Linked DNA regions of Mus musculus: all the other regions are linked to region 2. A link is a contact called in public Hi-C and HiChIP or PLAC-seq data. All regions are on one chromosome and are shown on one strand. Each heading gives the region's core, a stretch centred on a gene start, on an enhancer-like site or on the middle of the called end of the contact. The rest is flanking DNA. Distances are from core to core; before and after follow the strand shown. Region 1 has its middle 29 kb from the start of Gm24565. Region 2 overlaps Mitf (melanogenesis associated transcription factor). Region 3 holds the start of Mitf (melanogenesis associated transcription factor).

The links. Hi-C and Micro-C count contacts between places; a contact is called where the count stands out from the background. HiChIP or PLAC-seq counts read pairs in DNA pulled down with a chosen protein or histone mark.
Region 1: a Hi-C map of bone marrow-derived macrophages shows a contact between it and region 2, with 34 read pairs. The contact joins two enhancer-like sites. A contact is called at or near these places in 2 of 484 Hi-C or Micro-C datasets (bone marrow-derived macrophages and embryonic fibroblasts), 6 of 115 datasets of contacts at active chromatin or transcription factors (embryonic basal ganglia and embryonic stem cells) and 1 of 9 other capture datasets (embryonic stem cells).
Region 3: an H3K4me3 HiChIP or PLAC-seq map of bone marrow-derived macrophages shows a contact between it and region 2, with 2.9 times the contacts expected there. The contact joins the promoter of Mitf here to the enhancer-like site in region 2. A contact is called at or near these places in 7 of 39 promoter capture datasets (the 3T3-L1 cell line, the HPC-7 cell line, cranial neural crest and 2 more), 6 of 484 Hi-C or Micro-C datasets (the AML12 cell line, the MNK3 cell line, embryonic stem cells and 1 more), 5 of 115 datasets of contacts at active chromatin or transcription factors (bone marrow-derived macrophages, embryonic stem cells, forebrain and 1 more) and 1 of 9 other capture datasets (adipose tissue).

Annotation. Positions count from the first base shown.
Region 1 is chr6:97,756,704-97,761,632 of GRCm38.p6, forward strand. No RefSeq gene overlaps it. Among named protein-coding and RNA genes, the nearest start is that of Gm24565, 29 kb to the left of the region's middle. Within about 2 kb of position 2,813, at least 16 of the 459 cell types and tissues checked have an H3K27ac peak or open chromatin away from gene starts, as enhancers often do. A contact at or near this core is called in bone marrow-derived macrophages, where this site is marked.
Region 2 is chr6:97,970,068-97,974,333 of GRCm38.p6, forward strand. All of the region lies in intron 2 of Mitf (melanogenesis associated transcription factor), which reads left to right. Among named protein-coding and RNA genes, the nearest start is that of Mitf, 170 kb to the left of the region's middle. Within about 2 kb of position 1,569, at least 8 of the 459 cell types and tissues checked have an H3K27ac peak or open chromatin away from gene starts, as enhancers often do. A contact at or near this core is called in the MNK3 cell line and bone marrow-derived macrophages, where this site is marked.
Region 3 is chr6:97,805,419-97,810,009 of GRCm38.p6, forward strand. Mitf (melanogenesis associated transcription factor) reads left to right here and starts at 1,640. Exons shown (of 10, transcript NM_001113198.1): 1 at 1,640-1,869. The coding sequence starts at 1,766.

The DNA.
Region 1 (4,929 bases), core at 1,563-4,062, 210 kb before region 2:
ATCCTTTCCATTCTTCATCTCCAACCTATTCATGTTCCTCCCAAAGGAACAGTCCACAAGGATGCCCGATCACAAGCTGGAGATTAACTAGAAGGGAAATCAACAACTGTGTTACATACAGCCTCAGGAAAAGCAGGAGAGAGCAGACAGAGGCTGTCTCCAGACTGTAGGTCAACCAGAGAGCAGCACATGCTACAATGTCTTTCCTGTCCCAGAACCCATGAAGTCCAAGTTTGCAAAATCATGGCTTGCTGGAGTCACAAGAAAACTGTCGTGTGTGTGTGTGTGTGTGTGTGTGTGTGTGTATGTGTGTGTGTGTGTGTGTGTAGGACAGCAGTTAAGTGTCTTCCTCTATTGCTCTTGTGGTTTTTGTTGTTGTTTGGTTTGTTTTTTATTTGATTATTTGTTTGTTTTCTGAGACCATGTCTCTCATTGAACTTGAATGATGATCTGACTGGAAAGCTCTAAGGAGCCACCAGTCCCCATCTTCTCAATGTTGGGTTTTAGGTATGTTCCACTGAACCTAGCATTTTAAATGGGTGCTGAGAACCTGAACTCGGGTCTTCATGCTTGCAAGGCAAGGATTTCATTATTGACTGAGCGATCTCCCCAGCTCTGAGCAGATACACTTTCAAATAGAGTGTCCATATCTTATCATCTAAGAGAAAATTTCAAAACAGTTCTTGGACAGGACATCAGAATAACAAGCCAAACAGAGGCTGTCCGAGACAAAAGGGGACATGTGGTTACTTTTCTTGAGGAGCAACTTGCTAGAAGGCTGAGAGCCATCACTCCTTAGTAACATCCAAGAGCAAGGGAGAAGAAGCAAAACATATTGAGAAATGAAACCCTTAAACGGTGAAGATCAACCCCAGCCCTGCCAAGCTGAGTGAAACAGCCAGGAAGATTAAAATCAGTTGATTGCAAAATGTTAATAGAGGAGTGAGGAGTGAAAAGCCAGAAAAGACACACAAAAACATAAACCCAGCCAAACAAATGGGTCACAAAAACCTGGGGCCTGTCACACAGGCAGAAAGAGAGCACTCCAGGGAGAGCCTGTACTAGACCAATTAAGTCTGATGACTAGAGAAGAAAATACATTTCCAAAGGAAGAAGGTCTAAAAGGGGATCAGCTGACTTAGGAGAAGGCCAGCAAAGGACTCAGGAAAAGCGCTCTGGAGATGTTAACTGAGAAACAAAGAAGCTGTGCCAAGAAAAACCACCTGCTGGGCTGGAGAGAGGATTCAGCCATTAAAGTGTTTTGTTCTGCAAGCTGGAGGACTTGAGTTCGAGCCCCAGAACCAAAGTTTTTTAAAAAGTGGGAATGCTTGAATGCAATTGTAATCCCAGTGCTGGGGAGGTGGAGGCAGGCAGATCCTTGAGGCTCAATAGCATGACACCCTGTCTCAAAAAAAAAAACCTGATGACACCTGAGCTTGACCTCTGTCCTTACGCATGTGCACAGAAACACATGTGTACTCCACGTGAATACACACATGCAAACTGTTAGAAGGAAATTGTTATGGCTTATTTTTAGTTTTAAGTGTGTTTAGGCCTCATTAAGTAATCACAGGGAAGCAAGAGGCCCTAGGCTCCTGTCTTCCACAGCTGGCAGCTGGCAGCTGCTTGTCTAGGTACTCTAAGTTCATTCCAGTGCTGCAAACCCATAGGCAGTCGGCTACATGAGTAAGCTTGTATAGCAGAAAAGGAGGTGATCTCAAGTCTCAGGACATACACTAGATAAGGCTGTGTGTCCCAAACTCATAGGGACACACAGGGCTTTAGGGCCGAGGCAATGCTAGGCACTGAGAAGATTGTATTTCCCAAGGAACTCACTCAGTCAGGGAAAATGTGTGTGTGTTCGTGTGCATGTGTTACTGTTTCGTGCCACATCAGCCATTTTTGCCCTTTCTTTACACTGACACCCAAGTTCTCATGGTCATAAACTATTTCCCTTTCACTACTCCGAGTCTCCAGTACTCTTGTTATGCAGTAAGGACCATTGTTTCTCACCATACACACACACACAGAGTCATCTACTAATTCAGGGTCTCGTCCAGCAGAAGGTTTCTTGTAGCCTCTAAGGTCATAGACACAGGCACAAATGGCAAATACTGCTTCCAGCAGGGGACCCATCCTTTAGGGACTGGAAGGTTAGACAAATGGCTCTGTGTGTGTGTGTGTGTGTGTGTGTGTGTGTGTGTGCTCCCAGAAATAAGCGAGATTAAATGTGGAATTGCTTAAAGCTTAGCAAGGGTATTCTCTAACTCAAGCTCCCCACACACACACTTACAGGTCCCATTCTGACAGCTTGATGGATCCTCCCTGGTTTCCCATTGTGTACAGAGCTTCAGATCTGTGTGGGCTTTAAGCAAATACCACCTGTTTTCTCTGCAGCAGCTGTTGCAAATAGCAAGGATGGATTGGGGCTCCGAATAGGGTCCTCAGTGAGAATGGGAGGGAGAGACGGAGGACAGGCTCTACAGAGTGCAGCTACAGCCCTTTCATCATTTTGAGGGACCACTGACTCCCCTGGGTTGGAATGCTCTGCAAGAAGTGTGGCCCGATTTTTTTGTTCATTTGTGACTGTGTTCTCCTTCTCCTCCTGTGTGAGCCTCTCAGAGCCTTAAAAGCTTGGATTCATCACTCTGTGGATGAGTGACCTTGGATGTAGCCTTTTGGTCTTAGTTTTCCTGTCCGTAAGCAAAGGAAAACTACAGCTGTCTTTGTGGCCACTGGACACATGGATCGAAAAGTCTTGGGGAAGTCTCAAGGGACTGTCTGTCCTGCGGCATGTGCCAACAGTAGATGGCGCTCCTTCTCCTTTGCCAAGACAGAAAAGGTTAAAGGACCAGAAGAGTTGAGTCTTCCATAAAACAGTATGAAGGTACCCATATTGGCATTCAGTCTTTTGCCTCTAAGGTCAACACAGATGTTGGTCTCAGCCTTCAGCCAAGTCCCTATCCCAGGCTCTGATTGGGGGAAAATCTATACACTGTAGTGGTTTAAATGTGACACACATTTTGTGAGCTCCTGTGTTTGAATACTCGATCGCCAGCTTGTGACACCATTTGGGGAGGATATAGAAAATTTTGGAGGAAGTGAAGCCCATGGAGATGTGGGTGAGCAGTGTCTATGTCATGCCTTTGCTCCTGTAGCCAACGCCACTCCCACCCCATCAACACCGATGCCTTACTTCCCATGACACACTATACTCTCAAATGGTGAGCCCAGTCTCTTAAGCTATTCCTGTCAGGGGTCTGTCACCTGCACAAGAAAAGTCCTTATTAAGTTGGCCATTACTCATACTGTGAACTAGGCAGGATGCCGCTGCAGGGGAAGGGATAAACTTACCACAGCATGTCTAATATGGACAAGAGAGGCTGGGTTGGGTGGCTTGAAATGGGTGGGGATCTTCTAGTATACAAGTGAAAATGCTGTCATTGTAGAGAGCAAGGGGAGTGTGGATCCAGACACCATACTTCAGATTTAGCTCATTTTAAAGAGCAGATGGAAGCCGTGTGATCGTTCATGTCTATAATCCCAGCATTTGGGAAGCAGAGGGAGGGGCATTGGTGTGATTTCCTTTGAGGTCTACTTATTAAGTTCTAGCCCATACTGGGCTACAAAGTGAGGCTGCAGGTTAAAAAAAACAAAAAAAAAACAAAAAAAAAACTGGAAACAGATTAGAGCTCTGTGGCAGAGTGCTCACTCAGCAAATGCAAGGGTCGGGGTTCAAGCTCCAACACTACAACAAACAAACACACAAAAACAAAACAAAAGCAGCTGGGATATCCTCGACAGTGTACCTGCTTTGTCACATCAGAAAACGAAGGTCCTTGGCTCTGTGACTTCTAAAACAGAGACATTTAGCATATAGGAATGAAGAGGCTGCTATGTTAATTTAACGTGAGGGATTGTGATCTAAAACCACAAATGGACCCAAGAAGTAAGCAGTGGGCAAGGCTGGGTTATGCAGCCATGGTTCTGGGAGGGACTTCCCAGTGGCAAATACACATTTGGGTGGATGTCTAGTAAATTATAAAGTCTAGGCAGATTTGCTTGCTTGTCCTGTGAATAAGAGAGAATTCTTTCTGCCTTCTTCAACCTTCACTATGCCAAGTCACACATTTTCCTGTCCTTATAAACTTCATCGGGATGGACTATGAAGTCTTCCATACACCTACTCCTTCAGTAGAAGGCAGAGAGGGAATGTCGGAGCATGAGACAAGTTTCACATCACAGCAGACAGGAAACCCGAGGAGGAGATAGCTGCTCGAAGCTGCTATTGTCGGTTTGAGAGTGAGTGGATAGCAAAATCATAACCTCTTAATTCTCAGTGGTCAAACATCATCTTTATTGAATAGGTGAGCATGTTGCTACCTGGGAAATAAGAATGACTGGTTTCAAAGTGGGATCTGAAACTAATTCTGTTACATGGTAGGACTACCCGCAACTAACTATTTATCATCCTTATCTTACCCCTGATCTTCAGAGGAGACAATAGATTTTTCCTTCCCCATTTTACTTACCTTCAAAATCCACTGTCCCACCAACCACCCAATGCAGCCAATCAGTGCAAAGAGCACAGGGAAACTTTAACACCAAGAGGGGGGCAGGGCAGGTGGGCTGTACTCAATAGGGCAACACAGAGAGGCAATCAATGTCATTTGAATATCATATGTGGAGGAAACAATTATGAAGCCCAGGGAATTGTCCCAAGACTGGTTTGGCATTGAAATTCCGGGCTGGAAGACCTGGAGGCCTCAGAACTGTGTCTGTGAAATTCCACAGGGAGGCAGCATGCCCTCATGGTGTCTATAACCTGAGGGATTTAGGATGCTAATTTTTGCTTTCACGGGCAGCAGAAAGCCTCAAAGAATCTCGGGCTCACGTGTCTATCCAGGCCCTTCTCTTTCAACATTTCAA
Region 2 (4,266 bases), core at 319-2,818:
AAGTTCATGAGGATCTTCTTTGTTTTCTTGTAGAAACTGAATAGTTTTAGGTTTCTTGAGTCAATGTGAGTTAATTTGCACATGTTGTATGATGGACATAAAAAAGTTCCTTGTTTGTGGATCTAGTATTATTCTAACATCGGTTTCCAGAGACCCTTCCTTCTCCATGGCGTTTCCCTTGAACTTTGTTGAGAATCAGTGCAGCCAGGAAGTCCATTAGCCACAGACTTTGCACTTTTTTGATACTTTCTTCTATATGATCTCATTGCAAATTGCTGATGAAAAATCTGGTATTATGTAGAGATTGGACTTAGTGAATCAAAGTTGTTGAAGTTTCAGTTTTGAGCACTTAAGTTTAGGTAGACAATCTGCTTTAATGAGCTTGGACCAAAGTGGCTATCTTTTCAAAAGGTGGCTTTGTTAGGGAGAAGGCTCAGTCAATAAAACGTTACTCTGTATGAATAAGGATCTGGGCTGGGTTCCCTAGCATCACCAAAAAAGTTGGCTATGGCAGCTCTTGCCTCTGGTCCCAGAGCTGGGGAGGGGGAAATCTGGAACTTATTGGCTGGCCAGCCTAACACTCTTGTCAGTTCCAGGCCAAGTGAGAGATCTTGTCTCAAGAAGCAAGGCAGAAAGCAACTGGGAAAGACACTAGATATTGACTTCTGGTCCACTCATGCATGTGAAAACACACACACACACACACACACACACACACACACACACACACACACACACCACGCGGATTTTTCTTCAGTGTTATTTATCTACTGATCTTTCTAACTCTGAGGATAACTTACCAGAAACAGTCCTTGATCATGAGAATAAGCAGATTTCTGTGAATAGGGTATGATGTTTCCAGCCAGGTGTGGTGGCACATAACTTTAATCTCAGCTCTCAGGAGGCAGAGACAGAGAAGAGGCAGAGAGGCAGAGAGGCAGAGAGGCAGAGAGGCAGAGAGGCAGAGAGGCAGAGAGGCAGAGAGGCAGAGAGACAGAGGCAGGCAGATCTCAGTGATTTTGAGGGCAACCTTGTCTGAATAGTGACTTCTAGGTCATACAGTGCCTTATCTCAAAACAACAAACAAAATAAACAATGATGACCAAACCAAACCTAACCAAACCAAACAAAACCATCCCGTATTTCTGTAAGGCTTAATGGGAGTTTTTCACTACAGACAGACAGAGGTTTAGTAGCAGTAAACATGAGTTCTGAGATGAGGAACCAATAGTTTTCGTCTTATTTTGATGGTGTTATCTTAGGAGCTGATGAAACAAAACAAACCTCCCCACCCTTTCCCTTCTAAAGTCCTTTTTTTAGGCCATTTCTTGATATTTGCCCACACTTTTTGCCTTTTGGTCTTGCTGTCTAATCTAGGGTGAATAGAGATGAAAAAATAATAGAAATGGTCTCAGCGTGTTTGGGTCTGTCATCCCAACAGCTTTGAGATCATGACCAGATTTTATACCAGGTCACACAGCGAGAAAAAAATCCCAAATGAACTCTGAATCCCTGGGCACAGGAAGGGCTTCTTGTTTCCACAGCAGTTACAAATGACCAAGATACCCCACTTCCTCCTTTCCCTGATGAAACTGGAAATACAAAAAACAATCTTTCATATCACCCCTGCCCTTGTCTGAAGTTTTCAACGTAGTAATTTCTTTTCCACCATCTTTTCCCTGATTTATTTTAAAAAGTTTCTTTTTAATTAGTATAATGAAGTCATCACTCTCTTAATGAGTCCTATTAAGGTAACAGTACCAGGGCCAAGAGAATGGATTGGTGGATAAGGCAGTTCTTGCCAAAGCATGAGAAGTAAAGTTTGAGTCCCCAGAACCCATGGTAAAACCTGGCAGGTGTATTGTCTGCCATGATACTAACACTCTTGGGACAGAGACAGGAAAATCCCTGGGGCAACCTGATTAGCTAGACTAGTCAGCAATATTGAGTTCCTGGTTCAGAAACAGATCCTACCTCAATAAAGGAAGTGTAAAGCCACCAAGAAAGGCATCTAGCTTTCATGTGCATGTATACACATGAAATATCCACTGATGTGTATGCCTATATACATGCAAACATGCATGCACGTTCCATAAGTATGTAAATATGCAATCAAACAAAATACAAAATAACATAATGTGAAATAAGCAATGTAAGTTCTTTCCTTTAATTCACCACATTGATAGCTGTATTTGTGGTTCACTTATTACACTGCAGCTTACATTGATGTGGGAAAACAAACTGTGGCTTGTCATGTGGTTGGTGGTGTAATTTCCTGGGAATCTGGCAAAATGACTTCAGTGGATTTTACATCTTTTTATCTGGTAATTGCACTTAGGATTTATTTTTCTCCTTGGGGACAAGGAGTAGGCAATAATCAGAGAGTCACATAAGTTCTTAAGATTTGTATCACAGTTAGTTCCTTTGTACAAACAGTTCTGCTTTAAATTGAGATAACGTCCTTGATAAAGCTTGTTTAATATGAAATAAGGCCTTAGGGAAATATGTCTTTGAGTCTGATGGCAGTAGGACATGGGGAATCTTCTTTACCAGTTCTGTTCAGTTTTTAACTGATCTCTGGGAGGTCATGTTAAAAATATTGACTTAAACAATAAGCAGGCTATAGAAAAACAGTATAGCTAGCACGAATGGCAGATAGGAGATTAGAACCCCTGTGTAGCAATAAGAAAGCCATGGAATGTATTTAGGTGTGTGTGTGTATGTATGTGTGTGTGTGTGTGTGTGTGTGTGTGTGTGTGTGTATAATATAGATGCTCAGCTTTGCCACTTGTTACAAAAAAAGAACAAAAAACAAAAGCAAAACCTCAGTCTCATTAGAAATTAGGAAATCTTGCATTTAAGCTATAGCCAGATACTGTGCAGTCTGGCAGAACTTAGAATGTGTGATACATATTTGGTGAGAACTGGGACATCAGAACATACCTCTCAGATACTGCCTGAAGGATCTTCATTGAAAAGCCCCTCAGGGGACCATTTGGCAACATTTAACAAAGCTTTCTGCGTAGCATCCCAGGAGCTGGCAATTCCACTTCAGAGTCAGGACACTAAGGCCACTCTGAAGGAGACACGCAGGAATAGTCACCCCAGCATCACAACCGAAGTTTACAACCAACGCCCGTTACCTTCAGCATCCACTAGGAAGGCACAACTTTCATGGAACAGAGAGAAACTAAATGAACTGCACAGGGACCATAGTGGACAAACGCTTGCTGATGTTCAGTGGCAGCATGTTGGTTCAAGCATTCCCATGGTCAATACTTACATTGTGTTAACGGAAAAGCACATAAAACAGCAGGCGTGTCACAGAATGAGAATTCTAAGTGCATACACCCTTGGGGCAGATGGTTGCAAAGCAAATTCTAGATGAGAGTTACTTAGGAGAGGGGCAGATCGGTACTTGAGGGAACATGGTATTCTTGTTTCCTCTAATCTTTACTATAAAGCAAACATGGAAAGATTTAAACTTTTTCACCTCAAGGGACAGTAAGTTATTATTTTTGTGTACCAATTCTAAAGTTAAAAAAAAAAAAAGTTGAGCCGGTCAGTGGTGGCACATGCCTTAAATCCCAGCACTTGGGAGGCAGAGGCAGGCAGATTTCTGAGTTCAAGGCCAGCCTGGTGTACAGCGTGAGTTCCAGGTCAGCCAGGGCTACACAGAGAAACCCTGTCTCGAAAAAAAAAAAAAAATCAAACAAACAAACAAAAAAAAAAAGTTGAAAGTCCTTTAAAGAAAACAGTAACAAGTTCCACCGCCAACCCAGACACTGGAAGAATGTTGTCAGGAGCTCACTGTCTGGTTGCTTCATATACTTCCTTCTGTCTCTTCTGAGACAGCTTTGACTTCTCTCTCACTCTTTTCCCTTACCCTATGTTATTGTTTACATATTTGTGTGTGACATATTTTATGTGTACATGTTTGTGTGCATGTCTGCCAGAGGTCAATATTTGTCTTCATCGTCTGTCTGCACCTTATTTTTAAGAAAGGTGCTCTCATTGAACCATAATCTTACCAATTCAGCTCCAGTGGCTGGCCAATGAGTCCAGAGAGCCTCAGGCCTCCTCTCCCTCTCCAGCATTAGCCTTACAGGTGTACACTGGCATTTAATGGGGATGCTGGAGACCAGGGCTTAAGCCTCCATCTCTGTATTTTACCAACTGAGCTGTCTTCTCCGCTCCTGAGATTTTTTTTTCCATTTAAATTGTTAGAAAGTGGCATAAACTTATAGCATCAGATTGTGAAAATGT
Region 3 (4,591 bases), core at 390-2,889, 160 kb before region 2:
TATTGCTATAGGAAAGGACCCCCGAAGTATTTTAAGAACAATATTCAGCTACAAAATGTTGGTTATTGCTACCTCAACGATGTATACATTTTCCAGTTCTCACTCACCACTCCTATTCATGATCTTTCTGATATAAAATTAAAAAAGAAAAAGCTATACTGTGAGGCAAGATATAGGAGTGGGTAACTCCAAGGAGATGCCCAACCATCAGTGTAGACCTTTTAGGATCATCATTTAGTTTATCAACTCCTGAAAGTGAAAAATACACAGAAGAGATGCAAGCTTGCCAAGAATGCCTCCAAGATACACAAAAGAAAGCCAAAATTAATCATCACTGAGCAGCTTTTAAAAAATTCTATGTATGTATTATGTGTACCTGCACCTGCATTCAGCTGTCAGGAGACAGATTGCAGTAGTTAATAGTTCCATTCTTCAGTCATGTGTGTCCTGAGGACCAATTGCAGGTTGTCATGTTTGCAAATAAGTAAATTTACCGACTGAGCCATTTTGCCTGCCCCTAGTGTATACAAATTGCAAGTAATTCTTTCCTTACTTTTGACCTTGCAACACCATCTCAAATAGGTTTCCTAATCTCTTCTTTCATAGATGAGGAAATTAAGGCTTCTAGGAATCCAATGGACATGTCTAAGATTACACAGGATTTCTTAGAAGAACTAGGAATTTCTGCCATCTTAAAATGCCACCCTTAACTCCAATGTCTCAAAGCACTCGTTGATGTTTTATACAACATGAAGAGTCCTGCTGGAACTAACCAGAAGACAGGTCTGAACATACAAATGAGCTAAAGTGCGGTCATTTAATACATCACCTAGCCGAGTACCTTGAAGCTGCACCGGCTTGCAATGTTAGGACAATCTCATCTGAACTCCCAGCCAACTGAGAAATTGAAAGCAGACGGTGGTGGTGGTGGTGAAGCTGTTTGGTAACTTGATGTCTTTTAAAATTAACTGAATCCTTCAAGTGCTGCTTTAGATTAGAGGTGACTAATTGGATAAAAGGAAAGGAGCCTTTCAACTGATGAAGAGTATTGTGGGAGCTTATACTGAGTTCCAGAAAAAGAACGCACAAGAACAACTCCTCCAATAATGCTTTCATTATAAAAGTGAAGTTTCCAACACTCTGTTTCAATAGAGGACAAAATGATGTGTCGCTGCAGTCCAGAAGAGCTCGGGGGCTAATAGAAAGTCCTTTTATTTTAAAAATGGGTTTTAACTCTGACCGAAACTTTCTAGTTTCAAAACCCCTTAGTGTTTTATTTTTTAAATGAACGCTCGGCGTGTCCTCGCAGATGTCTAAACCAGGAGGGACAGTAGAAGCCCAGGCTGAGTTGTTCTTATTAATATTAAACAGCCAGGTCTGTATCCTTGAAGCAAACCGGAGAGACACGGAGAGGAGCTGCTGACATTGACAAGGAATCCAAACAGGACTTGCACTATCCGTGTACACCACGTTGTCTCTCCCCGGTTTGACCTTCTGGGAGTTGTAGTTTTTGCGGAAGCTGATATCCTGGAGAGCTGGTGTGCTCTGCCCAGGCGGAACCACAAATCCCAGGGCGCACCGGGCTCAGCCCCTCCCGCTCTGGTGTGAGAGTAAACTCACCGCGCCGGGGCGGGCGGCCGGCTAGCGGGCTGAGTGGGGCACTGCGCGGGGCGCGCGGCTTGGGGTACCCGAGGCCCCCCATCTTTCTCAGGTGCCCGGGTTCTGGTCCAAGTCCCAAGCAGTGGAAGGCGGGCAAGAGGGAGTCATGCAGTCCGAATCGGGAATCGTGGCGGATTTCGAAGTCGGGGAGGAGTTTCACGAAGAACCCAAAACCTATTACGAACTCAAAAGTCAACCTCTGAAGAGCAGGTGAGTGGTGACAGCTGGAGGGAGGCGCGGCAGGAGGCCCATGGGCCCCGCGCCTGCTACCCTGGGAGGAGAACAGTCAGTCTGGATAGCTCTAGGACAAGGACCCCGTGCCCTTGCCTTGGGGTACAGGGCGACCTGGCCCCTGGCATTTAGGGTCCCGCTTACAGACGACTTGCTTGCATCCCAGGGTATCTGACAGTGGCATTTTGGGGACACCGCGAGTCTCTTGGGATGGCTCATCCAGACGTGGGGACCCTCGGCTGCAGATGCCAGCTGCTGAGCTAGATGGGGGCTGGGGCGGTACCCGGCGCGAGGTGGGGTAGGAGGAGCACCGGACAGGGACTGTGATCTGGTGCTACCAAGAGCAATTTTTCTGAAGCTCCCTAGCAGGCTGAGGGGCTCAGGAGAGGGGGATCTGATGCTCCAGGGCAGCGATGAACTGGCCTGGAGGTCTTCCCTTGTAGACCAGCCCCTCTGGGAGATACTACTCAGAGAGGCCTCTAGGTGAAGTTCACCTGAGCTTCACCTTTCACCTGCCACAGGACAGCACCGAGGAGGTGTGTGTGTGTGTGTGGGGGGGGGGGGTGAATAAAAGGAGGGGAGGAGGTTGTGGGTGGGCGTGTCTCTCAAGCTGGGCAAGCTGTCTGGAATAGAAGTCTTTACAAATGCAAGAAGGAAGGAAGGAAGGAAGGAAGGAAGGAAGGAAGGAAGGAAGGAAAGAGAGAAAGAAAGAAAGAAAGAAAGAAAGAAAGAAAGAAAGAAAGAAAGAAACAAACAAACAAACTACCTTAGAGGTCTGTGGTGGTTGGGAATGCTCTCTTGGCACCTACACACATTTAATTCTCCAGGCGCTTCAAGAACTTTGGGCCTAGAGTGAAGATGTTCTCTAGTCTGGTGCCTCCCAACTCTTCAGTACCTCTGCAGTATCCTAATCCCTCACGCCACCCTCCATTGCTACTTGCCTGGCAGAATCGGTTATCACTCTCTTTGGTCCCTCTGGACCCTTGAAGTGCTTCTTATTTGTCATGTTTACAGAGAGGGGGATAGTCACTGGAATCTGTGACTTTATTTCCACCCTTTCAGTTGTGCGATGAAGTAAGGCTAACATCATCACCTGGTGCATCAATTGTCTAGGGTCTAGATGAGTGAGGTTCCCCTGGTAGAGGGGCAGAGGGACTCACTTTCAGGGGCCAGGAAGGCAGAATTGAGGGGTGGAATCTTTGGTTTGGGAGACAAAAAGGCTGGGTCTTATAAAGTGGAGACAGGTTGCTTTCCTTCAGGGCTGGGACAGGACCTTGAATCCAGTCATGGGAACAAACTCTGGGAGGAGCAGAAGCCCTGGCTCCCTGGCTAAGGCAGGCTTTTTGCACATGCTTGTGGCAGAGTGGAAGGAAATGTGTTAGGCATCAAGATGCATAAACTCAGCCTTTCACTAGTGGCTTCTTTTCATAATGGCTATTTGTGTGTGAATGTAGATAAGGGTGTATTGGGTGCTCTGAGAGTGATACTGTGTAAAGCGCATTGTTGGTTATGCTCATTAGAGCTTTATCTGCATGTGGCTGAAGGGACCAGTGTTTTACTGAGCAGTCAGTCCCTGCTTTTGCTTCTATAAGCAAATGCTTACAAGGCCAGAATGAGGGGGGCAGGGGGAGTGTGTGCGTGTGTGTGTGTGTGTGTGTGTGTGTGTGTGTGTCTGAAAGAAATTAATTAACTGGGCTCTTCATTTTGATGGTGGCTGATACATTAAATGAGTTTGAGGGAGTGAAGAAGGTACCTCTGGGGAAAACCAATGAGTGCCCTGACACTCATGGGGAAGGATTTGGTTCTATTCTTTTACCCAGTCAGCAAGAATGGCACGCAAGAGCACATGTCCTCTGTAGCTAGCTAGCTAGCACAGGAAAGGAAAAATGTGGGACTGTGGGCATAAACGGCTTCACATGTTGGTACGAGCAGCAGGTGCCAGGTAGCATGGAGTAGATATGCGTTCTTTGAAATAAACCCGTTAAATAAAATTTGTGACTAAGTTTCTGGAGTACGTTGACATCTTTTCTGACTGTTTTTGACAGTTGTCCTAATGGTATTATCATTGACATCGGTGTGTGACTTTAAATGTGGCTCAGGGCCTTCTCGTTGACTGTAGTTTGAAGACTTTGCTGGGGCATCCCTAACGTCCTGGTTAGGAAAAAGTTGTAATGAAAATTTGCAGATTCTCGTAACAAGGACACCTATCCATTCTATTGTCTCCATCAGCAGTTCTTAATCTGTGGGTCGAGACCCCTCGGGGGCCGTTCAACAACCCTTTCACAGGGGTTGCATGTCAGATATCCTGCATAATCAGATATTTATATTTATGACTCATGACAGTAGCAAAATTACACTTATGAAATAGCAACAAAAATAATTTTATGGTCGGGGGTCACAGGAACATGAAGAACTATATTAAATGGTTGCAGCATTAGGAAGGGTGAGGACCACTTGTCAAGATTGTTTCAGAATTCACCCATTTCTTGCCTATCTCTCTGCTGTAACTTTGACCAAGTCATTGTCAGTTTTTGCCTGAATTATTGCAGCAATCTCTTAACGCTCTCAGCCTTGGCCAGTTTTAGTAATTTTAAATTTAGTGCCACAGTATTCTTATTAAACTGATTTTTTTTTTTTTAAGGCTGAGATCTGACTGAGTCAGTAACATGCTTGCCACACAAGTGTGAAGGCCTGAGTACTT